Linked DNA regions of Zea mays: region 1 is linked to region 2. Evidence: chromatin contacts called from public Hi-C data. All regions are on one chromosome and are shown on one strand. The core of a region is the stretch at or near the end of the contact, and the rest is flanking DNA. Distances in the headings are between cores, read along the strand shown.

Region 1 (7,352 bases), core at 3,325-5,824, 550 kb before region 2:
TTGGGGAAGGGGAGATTAGATTGGTGATATATTCTGCATAATTTCCTCATCCCACCAATTACAATATATAGGCCCAAATCTGAACCGCAAGGAGCTAACCTTTTTTTTTCTCGAAAGCGCAGGAGAACTGCGCATCCACAAGGAGCTAATCACTCCTAAATTCTAGGCAACCAACAAGGCAACTAATCCTGACTTTCTAAACTTATCTGAACCGCAAGGAGCTAATCACTCCTAAATTCTAGGCAACCAACAAGGCAACTAATCCTGACTTTCTAAACTTATCCACTGCTTGGCTGTTCCAGCGCGTGCGCTGTGCGTTCAGCGGCGCGGCGAACATCGCGCGCACGCCTGCGGCGCGTATATGTGCGACCGCACATGACATGTTAGCAACACTATCTGGGCACCACAAACTCTTCTGTTATCTTTCTGATCTAATGTGAAGACCGATAATACTTGTTCCTCTTAAGTTTAACATAGTTACATTTTGAACATTACATTGTGCAGCCGACAGTAGATGTTTGAACTTATTGAATCATCATGGCAAGTGCAATAACTCAAAGAAAAAGAGTCCTTTACTGAATCATCATGGCAAGTGCCAGGATTGCTCATCCACCAAATTGTAAGCTTCTCATGTTACTCTCTTTTCTAGTAGTGCTGTCTGTCAGTCAGAATGAACACTCAATCGTTCATCTTTTTCAAGCAATGGTGCTAGTTTGAAGCTCAATGTAAGAAAGGACCGTTCTAAAGCTAATTCAACCAGAGGTTCAAGTGGTTGGATTTCTATAAAAGCACGTACTTCTGATTGGAACTCCAGAGAAATGGCAAAAAAGCGACGTCTATCAGAAAATGCACAAACTGCTTTGAGTAATGGTGGTGATGATCCATTTGCATTTGATGATACCGATCAAGAACCTTCAAATTGGGATCCATTTGGTCCAAAAAGGAAATCACCACAGAAGCGAGCGAAACGATCTAATGGTGAACTAGTGCTGGATGATTGTGACACTGCAGTAACGGGAAGTCCTGAATTATGTCAACCTGAAGGTATTAATCAGTCAGGTGCAACTTCTGATTCTAAGGCTGCAGATGAGTCCAACCTTTTAGAAGATTGCCTTTTGGCATCAGTTAAGGTAATGAATCATGTTTCCTTTTGATCTTCCTTGTCTTGTTTTTACCTCTATAACTTTTCTTGCCTGGCATCTTTTAAATCTTTATAAAAAATTATGAGGCTGTGCCTGTATCCTTCAGATGGTTGTGAATTATCGTGATTTTTCTATACAAAATTTCCAGATATCAGTGCTTCTATAGTTCTATTCCATGTGTCAATTTGTATATTCACCCACCGTAAGAACATTCACTCCTGCTGGTTATCCACAATAGCAATGTTAACCATTTCTGACGGATGCATAGTTTTTTTACCAAATTATGCTTGAGCAGTGGGTGAGCTTTATGCAAAATTAAAACTTTACAAGTTTTAAGCTTAGTTGCTACTTCTACTTTGCCTAGTTATTGTGAAAGTTTTGATCAGCCAGCTTTACCAAACAAACATCTTTTGCAGCAGGCCAGTCCAGTGGCATATTATTGAGGGGCTACTTGTTTGTATTACATTTGCAATGAGATGTATCTAACATCTAAATTTAATTTTGTGGTAGGTTCTTATGAACTTGGCAAATGACAACCCTTCTGGTTGCGAACAAATTGCGTCATGTGGTGGAATTAATACAATGGCCTCCTTGATCATTAAACATTTTCCCTCATTTGATTTCTCCATGGACAGTAACAATCAAATGAAAGAAAGAGTATCCTCTGGTGATCTGTCGTCTTCCCAGAACAGCAAGTCACTCCAAATCAAAACTAAGCAATTGCGAGCCTATGAACTTGATTTTCTGGTCGCCATATTGGGATTGCTTGTCAACCTTGTGGAGAAGGATAACCTTAATAGGTAGGAATCCTTTTCCTTCCCTCCATTTTGCTCCATTCGTGTAAATTTTCATAGATCTGTAAAGTTGCTATACATCCTCTAGTCAATGCCTGTAATTCTGACTACCTGGCTGGCTGGCTACAGGGTACGACTTGCGAATGCCCGTGTTTCTGTCAATCTATCTCAAAGTCCAGATACTGAAGAGGTACAGAGGGATGTCATACCCCTTCTCTGTTCAATATTCTTAGCGAGTCAAAGTACTGGGGAAACTGCTGAAGCTATATCACCGGTAATTCTATCTAATCCTCATGTTTTCATATTTTACAACATAACAAAGCGAGGTAATGGTCACCTTCCCACTTGCTTCAAAATAGAAATTTCCACACCTGGCGGATGGCAATTCTAACTGATGGGCATGGTGTAATGTTAACAATGATGGGCTGCCCTATCTTGGCATATATATAGGGAAAAATATGTAGCCTAAACCACATCTTCGGTGGAAACATGGAAATATACTCAAAACTCATACTTAGAACTTGGCTCATCCATAATGCAAGCATGAACCATAGATGTACTTTGTCGTACAGGTCTCATTTAAAAAACAATCATGTGAAAACAGAAATTCAGGTGTGCACTAGAATACAAATCCAGCAGTGTTCTTTTTTATATGAACCATGCATTTAATATCTCTGTCTTTCTATTTCAAACAGTACCAGGGTGCGGAAAAAGCATCGGTTTCCATCTTTCTATAAATCCGACATATTTCACTTTCCATATTTATAAAAAATTCTTCATCTTTCCGTCATTTATTATGAGGCAGTGTGTTGTGTCGTTTCACTTTCCCTTGCTTTATGTGTCCCTTCTCATACAAGTTGCAATTTCTTCAATTTAACCACCATCATATCTCCCTGCTATTTTGTATCCTGTTATAAATCTGCCAATATAATCAGAGTATCAGCTGGTGGTTATGTAGATGTATTACCAGGAATATAAATATACATATGTTTATTTATAGACACTAGAGATTGGCAAAATGTTTGTTGGAATTTGGAATTAAATCAGCAATGTGCCTTCATCTACATGTCATATTTCTACATGCTACCTAGAAACATATAGCTGTGTTCTGCATATCCTATGTCCCTCGCGAGCCATTTATTTGATGTCTTCCTAATTTTCAGGATGACGAAGAATCTTTGTTGCAAGGAGAACGCGAAGCCGAAATGATGATCGTGGAGGCCTACGCAGCACTTGTGCTCGCCTTTCTTTCAACGGAAAGGTCCATACTGCCTTATTTCATAATGTTTACTTAATTTGTTATAATTTTAGGTTGAGGCCCACTGCGGGTTAGCTTCTGAGCTGTATGTTTGCTGCCACAGTATGAAGGTTCGAGGAGCCATTTCCAGCTGCCTTCCGGACAACAACTTAAAAGTTCTTGTACCAGTGCTAGAGAAGTTTGTGGTATGTCCCCAAAATTTCTAGACGTTCTGTCTGAAGCAACGGTGGATAGATACATGGACTGCCACTTTTTGGGAACCAGTAATTTGTCATGTCCATAGATGCTCTCTCCCTATTCTTTGTGTAGCTTATATCCATTTATTATTCATTTTCTGGCATGTTTACTAGATATCACAAGACTGCTCTAGCTTCAAAATTTTCTTGGTTGTTTTTTTTCGCGATTTCTCTTTCTGCGACAGGCTTGAGCTAGTTTTTTTTTCGCTCATAATTTACCCAGCCGTCTCGTTCTCCTGCAGTCATTTCACCTGCAGCTCAACATGATGACAAGGGAAACACATTCAGCTGTCACCGAAGTCATTGAAAGATGCAGGCAGTCATAGAAGTTGGAAGAGGGCGCCCTGTACAGATTAACCGACCTCTCTGCAGTGCAGCCGAAGCCACACACAGGTGTTGCTCCTCACCTGGCCAGGGCGCAACGAATTGATTGATGCCAGAGGCTGGCTTGGGAGCTAACAGTGTTTCTATTCTTTCTTTTGCCCCTCCTGCTGTTCTGATCCTGTCATGTGCATCTCCTTTAGTTTCTTCTCCACACACTCCCCCCCGGAAATCATGTAGTCCATATTATGAGTGGAACAATAACAGTGTAGGCTATAGGGAATGTAGTTGTGGTGCTTCAGTTCTTCGTCTCTGTTTTACATGTTGTATTTTCGTGTCACATGGAATCAGTGACCACACATGCCTCAATCTGACAAATTAAGAGTGTATATCACATAATAGTAGTGTAATTTAACTATGTCTCTTTTTCCGTATAAAGAACCTATTAGTTGGAAGCATCTTCCGGTTGCAGAAAATGACCATGTTGTATGCAAACGGTGTAACCTGGTGTACACAATTCTTTCGTTGCTATGTACTGTTCTGAGGGAATTAGAACCCAGGTCTTCTGTTGCTTGAGCTTAAAAGGTCACTGCTGAAAGTGGTAGTACTAGTTGGCATGCACTACGGCAGCTTCGGAGTTTCAGGTGAACAAATTTACAAACATTGGCCTTCCAGGTAAGTTCCAAACCGCACACAAGGAACTTTGAAAACCTCGAAGGATTTTAGCGCATCTGGACCCACGTTCTGCCGGCCGGGTAGGCCCCACCGCCGGTCGATCGCCTCGCCATCGCACACAAGCACAACTGCACAAGCACCCAGCCACCCACCGTCACCGACCGCCGCGCCACGATTTTATCCATTCCTCACTCGTCTCTCAAACTCAAGCGAAAGCCATCACCCCGACCCCAATCCCACGTTCGCCACGTGCGCGCCACCTCCCCCACCGCGTCCGCGTCGCCGGCCATACTCCATCGCGAACGAGATCACGGGCTGGTTTCGCGGGCCGACCATGGGGACGCTCATCCGGCCGGGGCCCGCCGCGTCGCCTCTCCCCATCGCTTCCCCCTCCTCCTCATCCGCCCACGGTATCGCCGACTCGCCTCTCTGCCGGCCTGTCTCTCCGGGGGGAAGCCACGCCACGGCGCTGATCTTATCTTATGATTTATTTTGGTTGGTCCGTAGTGGCTGTCGTTGGCGGTGGCGCGAGGAGCTTGCGGCATCGGGTGTCGGTGTCGGTGGCGGTGTTCCGGTCCCCGAGTACGCAGGTTCTGGCGACGAGATGGCGCCGCCGGAGAGGTATGGTTGTGCGGTCGGATGTCGTCGCCGGTGGCGCAGCCGCCGCGGCAGCTGGGGATTCGACGCGGGCGCTCCCAGGTATCCACCTTGCTGAGTATGTTAAAATGTTTTAACCGTTTCATTTGAAGATGGCCGTGAGATGTCAGGTAAATAATCTGCCACTATGATAAAGTGAATGTGAGAGGGATCCCTTTCATAATCGCAAAAGGTTAAATGCCCTAAATTATGGGGTGCTGAAATCTGGATTATACAATCTGTGCAGATTGTAATCGCAAACAAACACCCCCCTAAATCACTGTTGCTAATGCTCCGTGGTTTAAACGATCACGGTAGATTCAAATTGCAAACAAAGAGTCGTTTGGTTCCTATCATTATAATACTATCAACTATGATCACAACCGGCCCTCCTATCTAACTGAAATTGGGACACATCTGGCAGTGTGTATCCTTTTAGACATCTTATAGCAAATAGCATGGTATAGCCGTGCTGCACCATTGTGTTTCACTGTTTCAGGCGCGTAGAAGAATCAATAGATGCAGGTGCTAGCTGTGTCTCATGTTTATTAGAAAGCATGTGCACATGTACAACAAGGTGACAAATAGCTTGTGTGGATTGAATCGTCTACAAAGAACACCACAATGTATCAAACTGTAGAATTGGATCTCCTTGTGCTAACTTGAAATTGTTTTAACAGGTCAGCAATTGGCTTCAAGAGTCAGAGGGGTTTGCTTCTATTTGGTGACTGCAGTTGCAGCAATCTTTTTGTTTGTAGCTATGGTTGTGGTTCATCCACTTGTGTTGCTATTTGACCGGTACCGTAGGAGAGCACAGCACTACATCGCAAAGATTTGGGCTACGGTGACAATCTCCATGTTCTACAATCTTGAGGTCGAAGGAATGGAGAATCTGCCTCCAAATAGCTGTCCTGGTGTCTATGTTGCTAACCATCAGAGCTTCTTGGATATTTATACCCTTCTAACTCTAGGGAGGTGCTTCAAATTTATAAGCAAGACCAGCATCTTTATGTTCCCTATTATAGGGTGGGCAATGTATCTCTTGGGTGTGATTCCTCTGCGGCGTATGGACAGCAGGAGCCAGTTGGTATGAATAAATGGATCCCTATTTAGATTATAGTTCAGATAAATTTGTGATGAAACTATATTTTTTTGGATTGTTTATATTATTTAGAGGCACATATAAGGCAGTTTTGCTTTGTAACTGAAAACTAAATAACCAAATGTATGTAATTCTATTGTCCAAATAGACACTATATTTCAATTTGCATTCCATGTTCTGCATAACATTGGTTTTGGAAATGCAGGATTGTCTCAAACGGTGTGTGGACTTGGTAGGAAAAGGAGCTTCTGTATTTTTCTTTCCGGAGGGTACTCGAAGTAGAGATGGCAAGTTAGGTGTATTTAAGGTTAGGTTTTGCCAAACTATATCCTGTTTCTCCTTTCATTACGGTTTTAACTTTTTCATGGAGCAGTGACATGCTGTCATAATTTTTCTCAGCGTGGCGCATTCAGTGTCGCCGCAAAGACAGGAGCTCCTGTGATAGCTATTACTCTTATCGGAACTGGGAAATTGATGCCTTCTGGAATGGAAGGAATTCTCAATTCAGGTTCGGTAAAGGTGATTATTCACCGACCTATTCAAGGCAATGATGCAGAAACATTATGTTCCGAAGCAAGGAATGTGATAGCAGACACTCTTCTTCTGCATGGTTATGGAGCCCATTAAAGCAAGTGGGGTGCTTTGGTCTGTTTTTTCTTCTGAACGAGTGCTTTGGTCTATTCTTTAGTGGACTTTTCAGAGCACAAGACTTGAGAGTTGAGACAAAGCTCGTTGCAGGTATTGATGCTAACTATCTACCTTGATTTTTTGGGAAGGTTGACAATTTGTGATTTCTTGGTTGCTCTTTGTTGAATACGTGTGTCTATTTTTTTTTTCTCGAAAAGGTTTGTTTTATGTACTATAATTGCACGGGACCTGATATTTGAGGCTGTTATCAAATAGAGTAGACCCTTCAAATAATGGAATTATTGATTAACAGTGGAGTTGTGCCTGCTCATTGTCCTTCCATCCCTTCCTTTGATATAGGAGTATGAATCATTCTCGAGTATGAAACATGCTAGGCTGCAACTTTAGATATCAGCAGATGCAGTGCCCCAGGCAGGTGAACAGTAGATGGTCCATATTGACAGTGTTCACAGTTATGTGGTTCGGATGTATGTTCATGCACTGGGGGCTTGTTTCTAGCACTCACACAGTTACCACAAGGCAATTATGCGTACGGTTCCT
Region 2 (7,413 bases), core at 619-3,118:
TTGGGAAAAAAAATATAAAAGATTTTAACTTGTTTGGGAATTAAACCCACTCAATCCCAACCAATCAACATGAAATGAGAGCAAAACGAGCAGGCCCTTAGGCAATATTTCCTAATCTGAAACTGCGGCAAAAAGACAACAGACTGAACAAATAGAGTTGATCGATTGGTTCTCACCTTCGACATCCAGTCCACGACTTCCCTGATACCTCGGTTCCATGATAGGGCCACCACATAAATTTCCATTCTGTTACAGGTGCTAAGCACAGCAGCCTCTTCAATATGGTTCAGACTAGTAAGTTCCTGAATAGCACGGGGCCATAGTTCCTCTGCAACCGCAAGTTTTTCGCGCATCTCCACTGGTGCTGTGTGCACACTGAGGCCTATCACAGCTATGCTACTCCTTTCCTTCATGTACCCTGGTCGTGGATATAAAGTTAAAACATTGTCAAAGACTGCACAGAGCAGAGCAATTTGTTTATGAAATTGATAATTTGGATCTAGTTGCACATCAATGTAAAGCTTTCTTAATTTATTTGTGAAGATGTTTATCCAAGCAAATTCTAGAGGGTGAAAATAACATGCTCGCACTAGATGAATATGACCAAAACAAGAGAACCCCCAAAACATTTCTGCACAAAATGGATGCCCAATAGCTGATCGCAAAAGCATATGAATATTAATTATTTGGCATCGTTATTAAATATAGATTTCTCCTCCTTATAGGAGTGTACAGTTAAATATGCATAGTCTATCATTTACTCCTAGGTTCTTACAACATGAAGTTTTGGTGGATATAGATACGATAGTCATTAAGTTTTTTATATGTACACAAACAGAAGCTCCACGAACCTGTGAAGCATATAGCTCCACAATCAGTTAACTGCTTGAACAAAACCCCCGAATGTTACTTTCCGTTTCCCTGTTGTCAGTCTGACTAGGTTAAAAAAAAAGCAATCGAAGTTCGAATCGGGATGCCCAGAAGTTTCATCATCCCCACGACCCCTTGCAAAATGGCACAAGCTAATTTCTCTTCGACGCCATGCGATCCGGTCTCCTACTCCACATATTCAAATTATGCTTGGTCAAGGCAAAGTTGCAACGGGACAATGCAAAGTTCACACCTACTACTCCTTTTTCCTTCCTTCCCCAAACCACCGAGATCTTTTGACCTGTACCAGACCAAAACCAATCCCAACTGCAGCAACAGCCTCGAAGCGACGCAACCGATCCAGCGCACAATCCGGGAATTATTACTGGAAAGAGCAAGAGCGGCGGCGGATTCGATGACACAGTCACACAGGCGAGGGGCAAGGCACTCACGGTCAGCGGAGATCTTGAACTGCTCGAGCGCGGCGACGCTGGCCGCCTTGGCCACCGCCCGCACCTGGGCGTCGGCGCCGGCGTCGCACCGCACGGCCACCCCGGAGCGACGCATGCCGCCGGCAGCGGCAGGCACCCTCGCGCAGAGCGCCGCCGACGCCGACGCCGGTCCCCGCGGCGTGGCGGCTGCCCCGAATGCCACGGCGGTGGAGGCCGCTGGAGCCGTGCTCGCCATCATGTAGGTCACGGGAGACAGAAAAGCCGTCTCCTTTGCCGAGCCGGAAAACCAAACCAATGCGGCAAGAAATTTGCGCGGGCAGATAAGCGGAAATATATAGAGAGAGAGGCGAGGAGAGATTTTCGCGGGCAAGGAATTTATGGGCTGCCTCCCTCGACCTCTCTCCCGAACTAGGACTCGGGGCAGGTCTTGGGAAAGAGTCCTCGGTGGGAGGGAGGGAGGGGGAGGAGATGTGGAATTGGTTTCGGTCCCGCCGCGTTGGCTCGAGGTAATAAAACGAACGAGTTGGATGCGGGAGAAGGAAGAAAGCTGTGCTGCTCAGCTTGGGAGCCAAAGGTTATGGGAGGGGTTGTTGGGTAGCCGCCTAGCCGGAGCCGCATGGCCTGTGGGGCCCTCACGTGGTGTTGGTGCGTTGGAAGTTGGAACTACTAAACTAGATCTTCGGGTCGGCCCGGAATTTTCTATGCTACCAAAAAAAAAAATACTACGTATGGGCCTTCGTCATAGAGCCAATGGAGAGAATATCGCCTTGGACTTCTTCTTTTCTGCCAAACTAGGTTTTTTTAGAAACTTATCCTGATGAATTAGTTCTATACAGAACTCTTGTGAGACACCTGGTTGTGTTTAAACCATAGTATATTTATTTTGCAAACACAATTATTACATTTTTCCTGTGATTAGATATATAAAGATCGTATCGTATCTTAATGAAAGCTTACCGTGAATTTTGATACAACGGTAAATGGTAAAATAAAATATGAAGGGCTAATATGGATTGCTCTTTGTACTACAGGAGGAAGGGAGTGTGGTGGCCTCAAGTTTGGGGGGTGGCTGCCGCTCCTATCTCTCTCGTCTTTTGTATGGCCTGTGATGCGACATGCGAGGTGGGCACACGAGTTCGCATGGCCCGCCTCCCGCCCGCGCCTGATGATAGCGGCGAAGCGTGTCGGCGTGGTGGCCACACTCTCGGACTCTCCTGCCCACCGGGGCCCGCCTGCCTGTCGCACGGGCTTCTTTCCCGTGACATTGGCCGTATGTGCGTGCGGTGGTTTTCGATAAAATTTACCGTTTCTGGTACTAACCGATATAAAAGAACTGGTACAAAATCGGTCCGGTTTTTGTGTATTTCGATTTAGAATTTAAAATTATAAATGTCAAACTTCAGTCAGCTAAACGGGTTTTTGGAAAATCCGCATGTTTGCATCTTAAAGTTAGAAGATACAGTTCTACAAACAAATAGTACTAAGGACTATTTAAGACCATCTAGCTCTCAATATTTATTCTTCCAGTATTGCTATATCGGGTTCTTCCAAAAACTATAGAAACCCCAAAAAAAAACATACTAAAACTCCAATAGCTCCTTATTTTGTTCGAAAAACAGTCCGCCTAGGTCCTATTCCCGTGATTCTGCTCCTTTGTTTGTTGTTGACTGGAGTGAAGTAGCAGAGCAATATATATGTTTCTATTTCGGTCACCAGCCAAGCCAAGCATCTGGGGGGGGGTTGCCTTGGGTTGGCCAACGAGGTCAGCCACGATTTCCATGCAGCAACACGTATTCCAAGCGTTGCAAATGCGAGCACGAGACGAGCGAAAGATCAAGAGATGGCGACGCCCGAGCTCTGGTGCCTATGGGTGACGATGCTCGTCTTCTCGACCCTCTGCTACCTGACCAACCCGGCACCGCCGCTGGGCTCCTCCGGGCGTCGGCCGCCGGGCCCGCGGCCGCTTCCGCTCATCGGCAACCTGCTGTCCTGCTACTCCAGACCCAAGGTTGAACGCGAAGTACCGAAGTGCGGCAAACTGGCGGCAGCGTAGCAGTTCTCCTCGCTGATAATCGCACTCTTGGGCCGTTGTAGCTCTGATTGGGAGCACACATTCAGAGCTGTTAGAGATACTTTTTTTTTTCCTGCTATTCTTTCAAATCAAGGTTTTAAAGGTACTGATTGGGGAGCTGTTGGAGGTGCTCTAATAAAGCTTTCTGCGGTCATTGACCTCCTATAGGAGTACCCAACCACCCCTATGATTGCATTCCCACCAAGGCCATGTCCCTGACATAAGGATCAGAGAAGATTAAATATCTTTCTATTTAATTTTGAATTTAATCCCCACTAATTCTTCAAACCACTCCTAACGGAAGTCCAAATGGGTGAGATGATAAACTGAGTAATTTCCGACGTGGACTGATCATACGGTACAAAGAAATAACTCATTTTGAAAGAGCGCCTGTTTTCCGACCAAACAGGGCCAGGGGCGCCCAACCTGAACCCGATGTCTTTAAAATCTGCAACGGACGACTAATAACAACACAAAGCACCAGCTCCTCAAGGGCCATGGCGCTCGTACAGATGACGTATATCCAATTACACAGGCCACGCTGCTGATACGATATACGAGAGGGCCCCGACACGAACCGAATGGGACCATGTCGAATTATTGCTGCATACTGAAAAATGCTCTAGTTTTCCTGGGCACCTTCACCAGCCGCGGCGGCGGCAGCGGCGGCTTCCTTCTCCTTCACAGCCTCCGCTGGCACTTCCCTCGGCTTCTCTTCGGTCGTCGTCGTAGTCGGCGCCTTCTCGGCCTCGGTGGCGGCCTCACTGGTTCCAGGGGCTGTGCTTGCGGCGCTGCTGCGGTCTTCAACGGTGACGTTCTTCGTGACAGTACCCACCTTCACGTACTTGCTCATGAACTTGTATTCCCAGTCCTGCAGGGCATCGAGCTCAAACGGGCCTAGGCCAGTGATGTCGCCGGTCAGATCCTGTGGCTCGAAGGACATCTTCGCTAGGGCTCTGCTGGCGTCTTTGCCGGCGAATAGGGCGTATGGTCCACCAGGTCCATAGAACATTCTGCACAGGGGTCAATTGATAAACATTATAAATACAGAATTCAACATGTAAAAGTAAAAGAAGGGCGGGGCTGTGGACTGAGAGAGATTGATTCACAACTGTCCAAATCAGCACAACTATTCTTGAATAAGATATGCATAAAGCATGCGTAATACAAAAGTGACCCTTCGCCTTGCATGTGTTTCGCGTGGACAGCCGTGCACTGCACAAATATCGAAGATAGATGTGCATAGTAATAATAATACAACAGATCTAGAAAGTTTGAATAACGCATCGGCCACCACAAAAATATGCGTACACAAGCAACTACATCTTGCATACCAAAGGGCTAGCTAAGACATATGACATATCTTACTTATTCCATTGCCAAGACCTAACCACAAAACTTCTACAAAGAAAGAATAAAACAACATAAAAGAAAAACCATTAAAACAGCTTTCGCTAATCCTTCCGGGCAACCGGTGCCAACTAAAATGCATGTGCAGAAGTAGCGCTCATCTCCCGTTGAATCAGAACACTTTACAAGAAAAAAGGTCACAACATTTTTTGTTTGTTTGTTTAGGAAGCCTATCTATATCAAAAGTCCAGGAACAGTGCAATGTACAAATTACAGAAGCAACAATGGAACACAGTGCACAAATTACAGAAGCAACAATAGAACCCAGCTTATGCACAGACGAAAAGATACTTGAAGCGCAAAAGCTAAAAATCCGGTAACTTTTTATTATATATGAGCATTGAAACTCTATATCAAATAAGGTAATCATCACCAAATATACTCTCCATTATCAACTCTAAAGCCATCATCTCAGCTGGCATACAGTTAACTTGTGCTAAAAAGATTCCAATCAAATAGAAATTGATTATATATACTGCTTTATAAGGCATCCAGACAACAAAGGAAAGTTCAGCTTATGGAATTGATTGATATCAAGGCCCCCAAAGTATCTTGCGAACCTGCTGCCTGTGATTTACACAATAAATTTTCACCCATTACCAAAAAAAAGGCATCCCCTAGCTAACCATAGTGGTACAGTGGTACTTCATATTTTACAACTATTAATCAACCAAACCATGTTGCCGTGACCAGTAAATTCAATGATCCTGATTTTTTTACCTCGACAAGCTGAGCTACAGACAGTTACATATGCTGCAACACGTCCTCATAACAAACAACAAAGCAATTAATTGATAGTTTCCATGTCTTGATGCCACCCAGGCAACTGACTCCCCGGATGCGCCAAGACATTAAACAGGAAATTCTAGCAGATTTATAACCTAGATTACTCCCATCATCCAAAGGACAGAAACGACACTATCATAAAACTCAAATGGACAATGCATTCAGAACCTTAAAATTTCGAGGTCGAGCACTTGTCACAAGGATTACTCCATCATCAGGGGGAAAAAAGCAAATATATAGTTACATCTGAAAAGTTGGAGAAGTAGTTATAAGGCTGTCTGCAGCAGCTCCTCCTATCTCATCTCCTATCTCCCCCTATCTCATCTATCCCCTATTTCAAACTTTACTAAACAGTGTCATCTACAGTACCGTATCCTTATTTACACGATCCACCAAAGACAATCTATCTACCAAAGACAGTCTATCTGAAAAGTTGGAGAAGGAGCTAAACTGATAATTCAACCGTTATGCGTTAAAAAATCAGCAAGCAGTATTTAGTCAGGTCAGCCAAATAGTATAGCAAAGCCGGCCAATTTCATCAACGATCATACATAAATAACAAGTAGTGGCGACACTTCTATTCATATATAGGGCATAATAATAAATTATATGATGAGTACTGACTCGGCTATGGTAGAATCAGGCCAGCGCAACAAAATTTAATCACTAAACAGTGATCGATTCATGAAGACAGGGAGGTAAGTTAGTGTTTTAGTGCAAAGAACAGACCTGCTCTGGGTGACGTCGTAGATCTGGCCCTTGATGGCCATGAGGAGCGGCTTCTTAGGGTCGGAGCCGTCGTACTGGCTGAGCTCCTCCTCTGAGACCTCCCCCATCTGCACGGGGGGCGGGAGCGGCTCCGCCTCGGGCTCCTCCCGCGGGCGCGGCGGCGGCGGGGGCGGGGCTGCGAAGAGCCCCGACACGACATGGTACAGAGCGGCCGCCACCGCCACGGCCGTGAAAAAGGCCGCCGGCGACAGCCCCGTGTATGCAACGATCGACTGCTTCAGTGTCTCCCACAGCTCCGCCACCGCCATCGCTGCCTCTGGTGGTCTGGCTCGCCGGCGCGTGGAGGTGCGATGACGATGCGCTATCCCTACTAGCCTCCTCTCCCCCCTCTGAGGCTCTGACTTCGGGGCAGCGGGGTAGTCTGGTCTTTTAGGGCGACACGGAAAGGGAAGCGAGGAGGCGGAGAAAAAGAAATATCTGCAGCATTTTATAGAGGGATGAAGAGAGCTGATCTAGGCGTAAAAGTGGTGATTGGTGACTGGTGAGTCCAGCATTCTCTTATCACACTCACTATCCCATCCTTTTTTAAACTTAACCCTGTAAATAATATAATCTAGAGTGTAAAATAGTATTTTGCGTAAACATATTCAAATGTTAGGCCGGGTCTAGGCCATTTAGCACGGATCGCACCTATAACATCCCAATTTTCAACTATAAAATAAAGCTTATTTTAAAATTATTGATTACTATGTTAGCTTAATCCAAACTATGCAAACCAAGGCATTCATCGGTTATTCCTCGATATTCTTCTAAATTATAGTCCAAGCTTATCTTTTATCGTGGTAAATTCTAGAAAACGTCTGATGCCCGCCCGCCATAACTCACCCTAGACACAGGGAGCCCACAACCACCTGTGAAAAAACACATGCGTGAAGAAACTGCAAGTCTGCCTCTAGCCACCTTGGCATCTGTGCATCCTGGCAAGCCCCACTTACACCCTCTACCCTAAGACATTCTTGTCGTGCACGTCGAGCTGCTATATTAAAAGTGTCGTGTTGCGGACCTTGAAGTGATACCTCGGTGTAGAAAGCCACT

The links. A called contact is a pair of places that touch in the nucleus more often than the background predicts.
Region 1: a contact with region 2 is called in a Hi-C map of ear, with 1.9 times the contacts expected there. The contact joins the promoter of LOC100193515 here to the promoter of LOC103626130 in region 2. A contact is called at or near these places in 2 of 25 Hi-C or Micro-C datasets (ear and endosperm).

The regions. Positions count from the first base shown.
Region 1 is chr5:25,638,620-25,645,971 of Zm-B73-REFERENCE-NAM-5.0, reverse strand. LOC100193515 reads left to right here and starts at 4,574. Exons shown (of 6, transcript NM_001367031.1): 1 at 4,574-4,836; 2 at 4,934-5,125; 3 at 5,743-6,149; 4 at 6,370-6,471; 5 at 6,564-6,902. The coding sequence starts at 4,761. The coding sequence ends at 6,791. It overlaps LOC100191427, which reads left to right. Exons shown (of 14, transcript NM_001365488.1): 8 at 505-619; 9 at 701-1,130; 10 at 1,653-1,942; 11 at 2,066-2,210; 12 at 3,100-3,197; 13 at 3,298-3,379; 14 at 3,673-4,208. The coding sequence ends at 3,756.
Region 2 is chr5:25,086,162-25,093,574 of Zm-B73-REFERENCE-NAM-5.0, reverse strand. It overlaps LOC103626130 (glutamyl-tRNA reductase, chloroplastic), which reads right to left and starts at 1,868. Exons shown (of 3, transcript XM_008646517.4): 1 at 1,323-1,868; 2 at 177-418. The coding sequence starts at 1,560. LOC100282951 (membrane steroid-binding protein 1) reads right to left here and starts at 6,793. Exons shown (of 2, transcript NM_001155856.2): 1 at 6,319-6,793; 2 at 3,708-4,406. The coding sequence starts at 6,626. The coding sequence ends at 4,016.